Regions from separate parts of the Triticum aestivum genome. Here region 1 is linked to region 2. The links are chromatin contacts, called in public Hi-C maps. All regions are on one chromosome and are shown on one strand. Each heading gives the region's core, a stretch centred on a gene start, on an enhancer-like site or on the middle of the called end of the contact. The rest is flanking DNA. Distances are from core to core; before and after follow the strand shown.

Region 1 (2,700 bases), core at 195-2,694, 180 kb after region 2:
TGTTGTTCGGAGTCCCAGATGAGATCCCGGACGTCACGAGGAGTTCCGGAATGGTCCGGAGGTAAAGATTTATATATGGGAAGTCCTGTTTTGGTCACCGGAAAAGTTTCAGGTTTTATCGGTAACGTACCGGGACCACCGGGAGGGTCCCGGGGTCCACCAAGTGGGGCCACCGGCCCCGGAGGCTTGCATGGGCCTAGAGTGGAAAGGGACCAGCCCCAGAGTGGGCTGGTGCGCCTCCCACCCTTGCCCAAGGCGCAGCTAGGAGGGGAGAGGGGAAACCCTAGGCGCAGATGGGCCTATAGGCCCACCCTAGGGCGCGCCCCCTCTCTCCCCCTCTTGGCCGCCCCCTCCAAGTCCCATCTAGGGCTGGCCGCACCCCTTGGGGTGGGAAACCCTAAAGGGGGCGCAGCCCCCTTCCCCCCTATATATACTTGAGGTTTTGGGGCTGCCAACACATGAGAACCTCTCCTTCTTGGTGCAGCCCTGCCTCTCTTCCTCCTCCTCCTCTTCCGCGGTGCTTGGCGAAGCCCTGCAGGATTGCCACGCTCCTCCACCATCACCACGCCGTTGTGCTGCTGCTGGACGGAGTCTTTCTCAACCTCTCCCTCTCTCCTTGCTGGATCAAGGCGTGGGAGACGTCACCGGGTTGTACGTGTGTTGAACGCGGAGGTGCCGTCCGTTCGGCACTAGGATCTCCGGTGTTTTGGATCACGACGAGTACGACTCCTTCAACCCCGTTCTCTTGAACGCTTCCGCTTAGCGATCTACAAGAGTATGTAGATGCACTCTCCTTCCCTCCTTGCTAGTTTCTCCATAGATAGATCTTGGTGACACATAGGAAAATTTTGAATTTCTGCTACGTTCCCCAACAGTTCCTCTCCATTGTGACCAGCCTAACGCATAGCAGTGGCCTCCGTCAACTCAGGTTCAGGTACTTTATCAAAGGAACATCTGCTGGCGGCCACACACTCCCTATGATGATCACGAATCACGACACCTGCACCCATTTACCCAGTGTCGAAAAGGAAAGCAGCGTCAACATTTACCATCACCAACCCTTCCGGTTCCGGCGGCGGAGTTCACACTCTTTTGGAAACCTCAACGAGGTGGGAACACAACAAGTATTCTGCAGCAAGTGAATCGTCTAGGGTGCAATGGTAAATGCGCATAATTGCAAGGCCACCAACTCTGATTAACTTAGCCACCTCTCCAAGTGTGGAGGTATCAAGTCGTCCAAGATTTTCTGAAAAGAACCATAAAACAAGTCGTCCAAGAAAATACTATGTTGAGTACGCAATCAGGTACGTAGTACTGGCGCCCTTGGGAGCCCACCAAATGGCGTGCTTTCTTTTTAGTTTCTTTTATTTTTAACTGGTTCTTTTTAGTTTCTGGTTGCGATGTCCAAAACCCCGCTGTCCAGACATTTTTGGCACTCCCCGCAGTCCAACCCGCCACTTGCCAAGTCGCTGCCCGCCAAGACCGGGCTTATAAATGGACAAGTACATAGGAGCTCAGCTCACGCAGGCACCCGGAGAACTAGCAGTGCCCTCCCTCCCTCCATAGTCCACAGACAGACAGGGAGCGTCCATGGCGGGGACGACCCGGCTGGAGGCCGGCGGCAGCGACGGCGAGTACACGCAGGACGGCACCACAGACCTCCACGGCAACCCCATCCTCCGCTCAAAGCGAGGAGGCTGGAGAGCCTGCGCCTTCGTCGTAGGTAATTACTCTACTTTACCACTCACCAATTAGCTAGCTAGCCGGCGAAATCATCTGCTCCACCTCCGGCGCTTCTCCGGCTTGCTTCAGTTCAGCTGCTTCTCTCTGTCTCCGGCCTCGTAGCCAGGGGTTCTCCTCCATAGGCGTCTGCGTCTTTCTTTTCTTTCTTGAAACAAAATAAAAACAAAATAACGATCTTTGTTAGGCCCATAGGCTCACGCTCATTGTTTATTTATTTATTTTTGGCGATGGAGGCTCATGTTAGTTGTTGATTGAACAATACTGTACGTGTGTACGATCGAGTTTATTTTTCTCTGCTGGGCACATGCATAGATATGGCATGGTCAACGGGATCATGAAATGGTTTGGTTCATGTTAGGATCGGACTGGCGATCTTTTCTGACGACCTGCAGGAACCTGCCATCCTGCTTTATATTCAGACAAGAAACGATCCCCGTATCACAGGAACTGCGCTGCGGGCATAGGAGCGTTAAAGATTTCTCAAAAGAAAAAAGTTAAAATACGTGCATGCTGTGTGCACTCGTCCAAAGAATAAGCAGCGGCAGGGATACATGAACTCGGAGCCATCCGTCCCTCGATTTTGAGTGTCCGTGTCCTGCTTCCCCGGTGTGGCACTATCCCGCCCACGTGCTCTGTGGACGTACGCCGTCTGCAGTAATGGATGTACTACTTGCGTGAATTGACAAGCAAGACAAACCTAATCACAATAAATTTGCTCGAGATAGATGGCTATAGACCGGCGGCTGTAACAAAACGAAGGAGGCAATGAAAGAGCGCCGTGCATAAATTAATATTCGTAGAGTCCTAGGACGCTGCGATACAAGCTAGTTTAGGATATTACCAGTAGTAGTATTTGTTTAGTTCATGATTTCTTTTTGAGCTGTTTAGTTCATGATTTTGTCATCATAAACAGTAGGCAGCAATGTGTTTAGGCCCACGACTGAAGCAACGATTTGT
Region 2 (2,700 bases), core at 193-2,692:
AAAAATTATTCAGGGTTTTCAACAAAAACCCGGTGTTTAAAAAATGTTAGCTTTTTAAATTTTGTTTGTGAGCTCCAAATATTTTCAGTCTATAAAAAAATCTTGAAAATTATAAAACTGTTCGTGATTTAGACAAATGTTTGTCTGTGATTTTTTTTAAAAAAAATTCGGATCTGCTGTTGCTGTTGTTTAGTTCTTTAATGTTTCTCGCTGTTTGTATTCATGAAATGGTCATCAGGCCGACTGGCTAGCTACACGCACGCAAGAGCTGAAGGTCCGGCGCATCTATTTTTTTCTTTTGATTGGGCCGCAGGGAAAAGAAGCAGAAATGATAAGTACCACACGTGTGTCACGAAGCATTTCGGTCCTGACGTTTTTTACAACTTAAATTGCCATTCCAAACTAAAATATAAATTCAAAAGAAACTTAAACTTGTCATCCGAAAATACAGTTGTCATCCTTGCGCACTAAACTTGTCATAAAAACCGTTCACAATTGCCATGTCTTTGTACTCCGAAGTACCATACATATGGCACTTATCAAGGTCCAAAAGAAAAAAGCGACCCGTGCACGATTCAAACTCAGTATCTCCCCTACCGAAAAGAAGGCTCCAGCCAAAGGATAGAATTGTGTTATTATAGAGGGTTTGTTAGCCAATTAATAGTATCAACTCAATTCTTTACACTTAATCCCATCAATTTACATACATTTGCAAATTGTCTGAAATATCAGCAAGCCTTCTCATAAATCCAAGAAACAAAGAGAACAAAGAGAAATACTCGATAAAGGAGGGGACATGTATGGCTCAAGCAAATTAAATCACAACCCGAAAGAAATTATTTACGGTCTAAAGACCACAAGAAATTAACTCTCAAAGAGTGTGTGAGGGTTGCCATGAATATGTAAGGAGGACAATGCACCATCAAAATCATTAATCACAGTAACCAAAGGCAGGATTGTGAGACATGATGATACACACGAAAAAAAAGAGAGACAAGGCAACCTAAACTCAGGCCCCTCCACAATTGAGGTTTAATTAGACAAGGCTGCCATTTTAATTAAACCTCAATTTTGTATTTGTTTTTGCATGCACATCTAATTTTTATTGTTGTATATCATATTTTTTTCTTCTGTTGCAAGTACAGACAGATAGTCTTTGATTAAAGTGATGTGTACAGCGTAATGATATACTTTCTTCGTCCTTGAAAGAGTGCATTTCTGTTGGAAAGTCAAACTTTGTTGGAGTACACCGAGTTTTAACCTCTTTGGGGAACAAAAAACCAGCTGCCTAGCCGCATGCCAAATTTCGAACCAAGTTGCTAGTAGAAACGCATGCTGCATTATTGTCATCGTGGAGGGGCCCTGGGTTACGTATATTTGACCTATAGCCGCGAGACTGCTCAGCACAGACGTGGACTTCGTCGGACGCCAATCCAGCTGCAAAGTCAGCTGCTTTGACCGGTGACCTATTGACCGGCTACGATGGTGATGGCTTGTAGATAAGTACAGTACATGGATCGATGTCGCGGTAGCGGTACCGTGGTGCATTCTCTAACTGGCTAGTAGGAGTATTACGTAAGATGTTAGAGCTGACGCTGTGATAACGCTAGGAACAGATCATGAGTTCATTACAACCCAGAGGATTCAGGTTAAGAAAACAACCAGTCGACAGATGAACTATTGGTTTTCTTCCTCTAGGGATTGGGTACGTAATATTTCATTGGTCAAAACACAATGACATTAATCGTCAAATAAATATTATACTCCTGCATCCGAACGAGAGAAGGCTTTGGGACTTGGTATATATCCAACGGGACCTGTAAATTTTCTCCTGCATCCGTCTGTGGACAAAAAGACCAGTCCGCGAGTATGTATGTGGAAGGCCGCCATCCAATCGTAGCCGCACACATTTCAAATTCTTTTTGAACAAACCGGATGAAATTCATATAAATTCGGTCGGATTTCATACAAACCAAACAAATGCATGTCAGCAAGGCACCGCTCCGCGCCGCCGCTCCCCGCCCGTGGCCACCTTGGCCACGGCGACTCCCACCGTGCCGTACCCCGCCTGCCGGTCAACATGCCGCATGGCTAGCCCCGCGCTGCCAGCCTCGCCGCACTTCCCGGGCACGTCTGGCTCGGAGGCACGCCTTTGCCTCTCAGACAACGGATCTGAGGGAGACGGCTCGCCTTCGACCCCGCGGTCATATGCGTCGGTCGTCCGGTTCGGCATGGGAGAGACCGAGATCCCGGCCTCTGAAGCCGCGCCGGCGCCCCATGCGTCTGGGTCTTCGACTACCGCTGGATCTTCGCCTGCGACGATGGTTATTGCTGCGCCTGATCCGCCCAGGGCCATCAATGGGGATGGGGGGCGGCCTGGCAGCTGGTTTCCCGGAGGCGGGGCAAGGCATCGCCTCCACCAGTTACAGCCGCGACGCCACACCACTTCCACTACTCCTACAAAGCCGACCTTGCCGGCTGCTGCCACAGGTGCCTCGAATCCGCCCACCCCACCGTTCGCTGCTCAAGCCGTGTCCGTTGCATCCACTGCGGGCGCCTCGGCCACCTGCGCCGGAGCTGTCGCTCCAAGCACCTCCCACGCCACCCGCTCCCACCGCTCTGTAGTCCGCCACCACCACCACCACTTCCTCTGCGCCACAACCCACCAACACCACCATCTCGCGGCCCCCGCCAACCCCG

What was found. A called contact is a pair of places that touch in the nucleus more often than the background predicts.
Region 1: a contact with region 2 is called in a Hi-C map of leaf, with 6 times the contacts expected there. The contact joins the promoter of LOC123045122 here to the enhancer-like site in region 2. A contact is called at or near these places in 3 of 5 Hi-C or Micro-C datasets (all in leaf) and 1 of 1 datasets of contacts at active chromatin or transcription factors (leaf).

What each region holds. Positions count from the first base shown.
Region 1 is chr1A:260,044,739-260,047,438 of IWGSC CS RefSeq v2.1, forward strand. It overlaps LOC123045122 (protein NRT1/ PTR FAMILY 5.2), which reads left to right and starts at 1,445. Exons shown (of 4, transcript XM_044468069.1): 1 at 1,445-1,723. The coding sequence starts at 1,591.
Region 2 is chr1A:259,863,334-259,866,033 of IWGSC CS RefSeq v2.1, forward strand. No RefSeq gene overlaps it. Among protein-coding and RNA genes, the nearest start is that of LOC123045113, 15 kb to the left of the region's middle. Within about 2 kb of position 1,443, at least 2 of the 8 cell types and tissues checked have an H3K27ac peak or open chromatin away from gene starts, as enhancers often do. A contact at or near this core is called in leaf, where this site is marked.